3 separate regions of the Danio rerio genome follow, and regions 1 and 2 are each linked to region 3. The links are chromatin contacts, called in public Hi-C maps. All regions are on one chromosome and are shown on one strand. Each heading gives the region's core, a stretch centred on a gene start, on an enhancer-like site or on the middle of the called end of the contact. The rest is flanking DNA. Distances are from core to core; before and after follow the strand shown.

The links. Hi-C and Micro-C count contacts between places; a contact is called where the count stands out from the background.
Region 1: a Hi-C map of an unstated tissue shows a contact between it and region 3, with 2.6 times the contacts expected there. The contact joins two enhancer-like sites. A contact is called at or near these places in 1 of 18 Hi-C or Micro-C datasets (an unstated tissue) and 1 of 4 datasets of contacts at active chromatin or transcription factors (embryo).
Region 2: a contact with region 3 is called in a Hi-C map of embryo, with 1.9 times the contacts expected there. The contact joins two enhancer-like sites. A contact is called at or near these places in 2 of 18 Hi-C or Micro-C datasets (caudal fin and embryo) and 1 of 4 datasets of contacts at active chromatin or transcription factors (embryo).

Annotation. Positions count from the first base shown.
Region 1 is chr15:4,716,671-4,719,370 of GRCz12tu, forward strand. The region is part of intron 1 of si:dkey-35i13.1 (a long non-coding RNA gene); the gene reads left to right. Among named protein-coding and RNA genes, the nearest start is that of tfdp2, 29 kb to the left of the region's middle. Within about 2 kb of position 1,406, at least 27 of the 62 cell types and tissues checked have an H3K27ac peak or open chromatin away from gene starts, as enhancers often do.
Region 2 is chr15:4,742,020-4,744,719 of GRCz12tu, forward strand. The region is part of intron 1 of si:dkey-35i13.1 (a long non-coding RNA gene); the gene reads left to right. The region is part of intron 3 of LOC103908797 (a long non-coding RNA gene); the gene reads left to right. Among named protein-coding and RNA genes, the nearest start is that of rffl, 35 kb to the right of the region's middle. Within about 2 kb of position 1,257, at least 17 of the 62 cell types and tissues checked have an H3K27ac peak or open chromatin away from gene starts, as enhancers often do. A contact at or near this core is called in caudal fin, where this site is marked.
Region 3 is chr15:4,545,979-4,548,678 of GRCz12tu, forward strand. No RefSeq gene overlaps it. Among named protein-coding and RNA genes, the nearest start is that of si:dkey-35i13.1, 15 kb to the right of the region's middle. Within about 2 kb of position 1,388, at least 7 of the 62 cell types and tissues checked have an H3K27ac peak or open chromatin away from gene starts, as enhancers often do. A contact at or near this core is called in caudal fin, where this site is marked.

The sequences.
Region 1 (2,700 bases), core at 156-2,655, 170 kb after region 3:
CCCGATTTTGACTCGCCGACAGGTTTTGAGAAATCGCCGACAAATGCCTGAAATCACAGGCAAATCGCTGCTCGTGCACGTGAGTGACAATCACACAGTATGAACTATCAAAGACGTGATCTGAGAGATTCGCCGATGAGTCGCCGATGCCTGCGAGATATTTGGCATGCTAAATATCTGGAGATGTCGGCGATTCAAATCATGCCGTGTAAATTGAGTTTTGACTGAAAATAACATCAGCGATCGCCTACAGCCAATGAGAGAGCAGCATTCACTTGTGTGTGCGTGTGTGTATACCTGCTACAGGCCAGTGGGAGGCTGGGGGAGAGGTTTATTTGGACCCACAAAATAAAGGAAAAACTAGTGGAGGTGTGACAGGACTCAGGAGCAACCGTGTCTGTTTGACGTTTCATACAGAAAGAAATTTGTTTATTATCAATGTTGAGGAGAAATGGCTGATTCCCTTTAAACCCAGGTGAGCAAATATGTACATGTTCTACCCCATTAAAGGCTTCTTTCTCATTATGTAGTTAATAACAAAAGATATACTACGTGTTTTTGGCAGTGAGACGTAGTTTGGACGAAGTTGTCGGCTATTCTTTCTATAATAAAGTCATACAATGTGAAAGTCCCTGTCGCCGATCCATCTTGCAGTGTAAACAAAGCTATCTAGCCCAGATAGTCATGCAGTGTGAAAACACCTGTGACACGACTACTTTGAAAATCATGCAGTCTGAACTCGGCATTAGTAAATAGCTCCAGTCATAGTTAGTCCAGTGTGAGCGGTTATTAGTCTTGGTGTACAAACTAGCACACAGTTGGCATAACTTTAGTTGCTGCAGTTTTGTTCCATGCAGAAACGCGGTGTTGAGAAGCCCTTACGATTACTATTATTATTACGATTATTAAATTATGGTATTATTTAACCAAGATGAATTAAATCGCGGTTACTAGTGAAACCGGTTATTCGTTGCTACTCACGATGACATATATTGACGTGTGCAGATGTTTTAGTGCTGTCCCATTTCATAGGGATAAATTTGAAGCCCTTCTTCTTCACACTCTGTTTCAAGGGCCAAGGAGAAAGGGGTAAAAAAAAAGGTTAAAAAATAGATTTGGGATTGGGCCTAAGAGTGAAAAGCTTGCAGTCGATTGCGGACGAATCCATATTTTGAAACTGGAAACCTGACACCAGACCTCCTGCTTCCTAGAATGGAAAGTGCAGTGTTGCAACATGAATGGAGAAGGTTAAGTTTAGTCTCCCAGGAGGACTAGGCATACACAGCAAGATGCGCAAACACACACACCTACGCTCTATTAACACGCGCAGACGGTCGGAGCGCTAACTGTATGCAAGCGTGTCCCACGGGGCATGTTACACTGACACTGGAGTACACGCCAGTGAACAAGACAGCTGGGAAATGGCGCCAAAAAGGATGCGTGGTGTGTTTTCTCTGTCCTTTCACTCTCTTTTGTGCATGTGCAAATACAAACACACAAAGACAAGACCGCAGCAGCCTCTCACGTGACATCTGCGTCACAACAATGCTGTATTATAGGTCAACAGATCAATACATCTGAACTTTACATTCAGCGAGTGTGGTTGTTCAACTAGCTGACGCGCATGGTAGAAAAAAAGATGCAGACAGAAAAAAAAAACAGACAAAAGGGCTCCAAACACATGCACAGGAAAAGTTGCTTGAGGTGCCGAATAGCAGGGGGGACACCTGTCACAAAAGCTGTGAGCTCTGCGGCCGAGGGTCTCATTTCCCTCCTCCTCCACTCCACTGGAAGGATTAAATATCCAGACCGTTTGTGCGGGACCAACAGATGTCTGCTTCAAATCTGACACAGCCTGGCCTGCAATCTCAGTGCACTAAGCCAACAAAAACCCCATGACCTCACACTCCAGAGCTTTCTTTCCCAATTACCGCACTCTGAAATGAGCCCCGTCATATGTCTTTCTGCTCTTGAACAAGGCTCAGGTGTTTCCTCTACAAAAAACAGTGCAAATAAACACCATAAAAATAGGAGGTCTCAGGAGGCTTTTACACGACAGTGTTTACAAACTAAAAACAAACCAAACAGGACACATGTGTGAATCGACAGCCTTTTCGAAGATTAGATGCTTTTCAGAGTAAATGTTTTTAAAAACCAAGATTGTGTACAAATGTTGTGACTCAAATTGAAGGGATGCACCGTGGGGCTGCTCGATTTTGGTAAAAATCATAATCACGATTATTTTGGTCATAACTGTAATCACGATTATTCCAAACGATTATTAGTTGAAGTCAAAATTATTAGTACTCCTGAGAATTTTTAAAAAATAAATATTTCCCAAATTATGTTTAACAGAGCAACGAATTTTAACAGTATTTCCTCTAATATTTTTTTTTTTCTGGAGAAAGCCTTATTTGTTTTCTTTTGGCTAGAGTAAAAGCAGATTTAAATATTTTGAAACCTCTTTTAAGGTCAATATTATTAGCCCCTTTAGACAATATATATTTTTGATTGTGTGCAGAAGAAACTACTGTTATACAATGACTTGCCTAATTACCCTAATTAAGCCTTTGAATCACACTTTGAATTTGAATGTTTGTATTTAAAAAAATATCTACTAAAATATAATGTACTGTCATCATAGCAAAGATCAAATTAATCGGTTATTAGAAATGAGTGATTAAAACTATTATATTTAGA
Region 2 (2,700 bases), core at 7-2,506, 200 kb after region 3:
CGCAGGTAGGTCACGTGACCATGACAAAATGGCGGATGTAGTATGTCCGAATTCCATTCATACTTTTCACATTCATACTGTATAGAACGTACTTTTCTAACAGCCAAGTAGTACGTTTAAATTCAAATGCAGTACCTACTGAGTAGTAGGCGGTTTCGGACGCAGCTAATGAGTGCCAGTTTCCAGCATTCTTCAAAATATCTTCCTTTGAGTTCAACAGAAGAAACTCAAATAGGTTTTAAACAAGTAAACAATGACGAAATTTAATTTTTTGGTGAACTACCCATTTAAAATTGATCATTTAAAGCAGTGTTTCCCAACCCTGTTCCTGGAGGCACACCAATAGTACATAGTTTGGACGTCTGCCTTATCTGACCCATTCATTTCAGGTTTCAGTCTCTTCTAATGTTCTGCTGAGTTGATTCAGGTGTTTGATTAGGGAGAGGTTGAAAATGTGTACTGTTGATGTGCCTTAAGGAACAGAGCTTGGAAACATTGATTGAAATGCCTACAATTCTCCCTGAAATAACTAAATTGCATGCTATTTGTATTTTTATTATAAATGTGTTCACATGTGCGCTATTTTACAAATCTTTCGAAACCATTTTCATATTTGCCATCATAATTATTGAAATCCCCCATATGATTAATCAATATGCAACCACATTGAAACATCCTACAAAAATCAATCACACTGAAATCTGATCACTATATACACATTAATCAACCACATTGCATCTTTTTTTTTTTGCAACCTTATCAAAGCTTCAATGCTTGAAATACTGTTTGTGACTAACTACCACACTGGGTCAAAACTGGTGTGAGACAGCATTGAACAGCGCTAATTCTGTAGCATTGATTTAGTGAATACTAGTTTCTACTGCTGTTATCCATTTTAATGTTCCTATGTTTATATATTTAGATATTTACATCCATTTAATATTACACACACACAAATCTGTGTCATTGTTGACCAAATTGTGTGTTTCCTTTCTATTTTATTTGTGTATCTCTTTGCATAATAATAATACATGAGGTTGGAATGACTGAATAAATGACAAACCTACTGAATGAACCCTGTATGGTGTATGCGATTGTGTGATTAAGAAGCGTCGATGATTGGGAAGAGTGTGAAGGAAGACTGCTGAGAATAGCGCTAGTCAATGCTAAGTGAGTTTGAAAGCTGGAGGGAAGGGAGGAGCTGTGGTGAGTCACTTGTTGAGGCATGTTCACCTGATATTTCCTGCACTGGTGGGTGGAGAAGGCTAAAGTGCTGCTAACTGAATTCCTACCTCAGGCTGCACTGAAACATCAGCTACGACGGCACTCTGGGGTTGTCCTGAATTCTGGCTGCTGTGCTTTTGGCTGTTTTTGACTGTCATTCCTCTACTAGCTCTCCTCCTGCTAAACAACGATAAGATTTGTTCCAAAAATTAAAGTCATTCATCAGGAAAGAGCTGATTATCTGTATAAATGCACCTATAAAATCTACAGAATAGAAATGAAATATAAAAGAGCAACAATGCTCTCAAACTCCATTTTAATATAAGACAAGCCACATTTTAAATCGTTGGTTTAGCCAGGTTTGGTTTAAGTTTTTAATCAATCACAATAGACGCGAGAGCTTCGTTCATCTTCAGAACACAAATGAAGATATTTTAGATGAAATCCTGGAGCTCTCTCGTCCGCCATAGACAGCAATGGTGTTGAGATGTTCAGTCTAGAAAAGGAAGCAACAACTTTGCTGAAAAATTCAATGGTTCAACTGTAATCATATGACGCTACGAGAACTCTTTTGTGTGACTAAAACAATATAAAATAACTTTGTTCATCTATCTTCTCATCCATGTCATGTCAGTCCAACGCAATCTCACGACAATTCGTAACTTTTTGATTTAGTGGCTAATTCGTACAGTATATATTCGTACAATCTAATTCGTATAATTTACTATGATTTGTTCATCACCCAATGATGGTTAGGGTTAAGGCTGGGGTTGGGTGCTACACCTCTTTTTTTAAAATAGTACATTTTCGTACAACTGAACTCGAAACGTACGAATTAGCCCCTAAACTGACAAAACGTAAAATATGTTTTCTCGTGAGATCAGGTTGGTCAGACTATTTACTATGACACCTGTTTCACAGTGCAAGCACGAGCAGATCTATCTATCTATCTATCTATCTATCTATCTATCTATCTATCTATCTATCACTTTTTTTTTTACTTTTCATCTGCACCAAGGCTTGTGCTGCAACTCCCCCTATGCTGTTTACTTAACCTACAAGTCTTTATTTTACAAATTATATAGATCCTACTGAACTGTATGCTTCTCAAACTCTATGAGGAGTGTCATTCATGTCGTTTAACTTGCACATGTACAGAAGACAATCAGCTGTGATATCATATAATTTTGTTTTTGATTGTCAGCTTGATGTTAAACTAGTTATAATAAGATTTATACAATAGGCCTATAGTTAAAATGATATTTATACTTGGTCAAACTGGTGTGCAACTTAAGCAAAACTAAAAGTGTTTTAAATTAGGTTTTGTAGTTTGGGCCCAAATAAATATTTATTGCTGTTTTTAATTGTTTAAGTTCATTTGATTGACTAAATATAAATCAGTGGATATTATCGACGCATTTATTGGGTGAGATTGCTACTTTTTATTGTCTTTCAATGTGTTTTTGGTCAACAATG
Region 3 (2,700 bases), core at 138-2,637:
AAAAACTCATAAGTTGGAACAAGTTGAGGAGCAGGAAATAGAGATAATTTTTAGGTGAACTATCTCTTAAAAACAACATATGTGCATTTGAATGTTGTTGTTGGATTCAGGGTAAAGCCATGACGTTGATTCAACAAATAGATCATGATTTTAAAAAACATGTAAATGTTGATGATTTATATGTAAGGATTTCTGTAACTTTATTCAACCATTTATCTTTCAACACTGTTTCAACCTTGAAACAACAGCTGACATTGTATTTCAACGTTGAAGCCTGGTCATATGCAGGCTGGTTTTTAACAGTTCAACGTTAAACATTGTTTCAACGTTAAAAATATATCTGACCAGCAGCAGAAGACCACACCGGGTGTTACTCCTGTTAGTTAGGAACAGGAAACTGAGGCTACAATACACAGACTCACCAAAATTGTGCAATAGAAAATTGGAAAAACATTGCCTGGTCGGATGAGTCTCGATTTCTGCTGCGACATTCAGATGGTCGGGTCAGAATTTGCCTAAATGGTTCAGTCTGTTGGTGGTGGTGTAATGGTGTGAGCGATATTTCCTTGGCACACTTTGATATTAGTACCAACTGAGCATTGTGGCATTGTGTCAATGCCACAGCTTACCCGAGTATTGGTGCTGACCATGTCCATCCCTTTATGACCACAGTGTACCAATCTTCCAGCAGGATAACGCGCCATGTCATAAAGCATAAATAATCTCAGACTGGTTACTTGAACATGACAATGAGTTCACTGTACTCAAATGGCCTCCACAGCCACCAGATCACAATCCAATAAAGCTCCTTGGAATACGGTGGAACGGGGTTTCACATCATGGATTTGCAACCGACAAATCTGCAGCAATAGCATGATGCCATCATGTCAATATGGAGCAAAATCTCTATAAGGAATATTTCCAGTACCTTGTTGAAGGATTAAGGCAGCTGTGAAGGCAAAAGGGGTCCAACCTGGTACTAGTAAGGTGTACCTAATAAAATGGCCGGTGAGTGTATACTTTAAGGAAAAGTAGTTTTGTAGTTTAGTTGACTCTAAAAAACAGATGCAACCAGTTAACATACAGCACCTGCCATAATTACCGCAGCCCTGAAGCAATTCTAGTCAAAACTGAAAAATACAAGTTAAGAATAACATTACTTCATTTTTGCATAGACAAAGATGAAAATAAAGCGGTAATTCAAATATCTTCAGTAAAATCTAAAACAAATATCGCAAAGTGCTGTTAGCACAAACAAGATCTGCAACATTTCACTGAAAATAGTGTTGACATTTAAAAACTGAACAGGAATTTCATCGACCGTTTACCTCAGCACGTCGAGATTCTTTCGAGGAACAGAGGTCGGGTGTGTTCCAGAATGCAGGTATGCTAAGTACAAACCTGTAAAAGTTTATGAACTTTAATATCTCAATGACTGCGCAGACACCATTTGAGCTGCATTATCCGCACTAAGTGTGTAGCACATGGCTAAATGAGAGTATTATGGCACACTTTGTTTTCATGGCGACTCGTGGAATCAGTGTTCTGTTTAGAATGCGAGTTCTACACGGAGTTGACAGAACTTACACCCAGACGCGGTTTGGAATCCAGCATACCTGTTCTTCCAGTAAGCAGCCTTTGATTTCTGAAATAGCCCCTGGTCTTCACGTTTCAGAGTGTGTGCTTCACAGTGCAGGTATTTGTTTTCGTTCCTTCATTGAATGTGTGTACTTTGCAGCAGCACTTGAACTCTCTTGAGTATATCACTGGGCTCTCAGTTGACACCCGCCTTTATTTAGACAATGCCACATTGTTATAATTATATTAAAGTAGGCCTACACATGAAATCAAAACTAACCATATTAAATAAGACGGCTCACATTGTTAGTTTTGTGAACAATTCATCTGTGGATGCCATTAAGAAATGTTAAAATGTAATCTAAAATTGCATTTTCTGTTTGTTTTCAGCTAAATTCACAGATTACGCCTGATCGTGGTTAACATATTAACCACGTCCCTACCGCTAACAGTTTAGACAGCAGTAAGGGTCTGTTTACACTGCCAGTTAAATGTGACCCAATTCCGATTTTTCCAATTCCTCATATGGGACACAAATTGGATCTGTTCTATGACCGTGTAAACACTAAAAAACCGCATGCATTCGGGTATTCAGAGATCAGTTTCAGGCCTCCTTTATATGTGAAAATAAATCAGATATAAATTGAATATATGACAATGTGACTATCATGTAAACAGACAGATCGGATTGAGGCATGCTATTTTGTACATCATTAAACTTGCGACAATCCTCAGGGCTTAATTTGTGCCAGAACATGCCGGATCCGGCACCTCTGAAATCTGATCCGGCACCTTATTTTACCGGTTCCCCTCCTTCACTGCTCTCTTTCCCCGTCCACTGTTCACTTTGAATTTCTTCCGCGACTCCCTAACCCTCTTCACTTTTGTCCGCGACACTCCCGCCTCGCTCATCTTCACTCACCTCACTCACCCTCCGCCAGGCTCGCTTCTGCTGGGTGTCATCAATCTGGCAACCTGCACTTGTGTGTGCTTTTAACGAGGCATGCAATACCTAGTTTAACCACTGGGTGTCAAACTTACATACTGAATCTTGAAATAAAACATATTAAACCTTTAAAGCCCTTTAACGTTGTACTCAGCGACTCACTGAAGAAAACACTC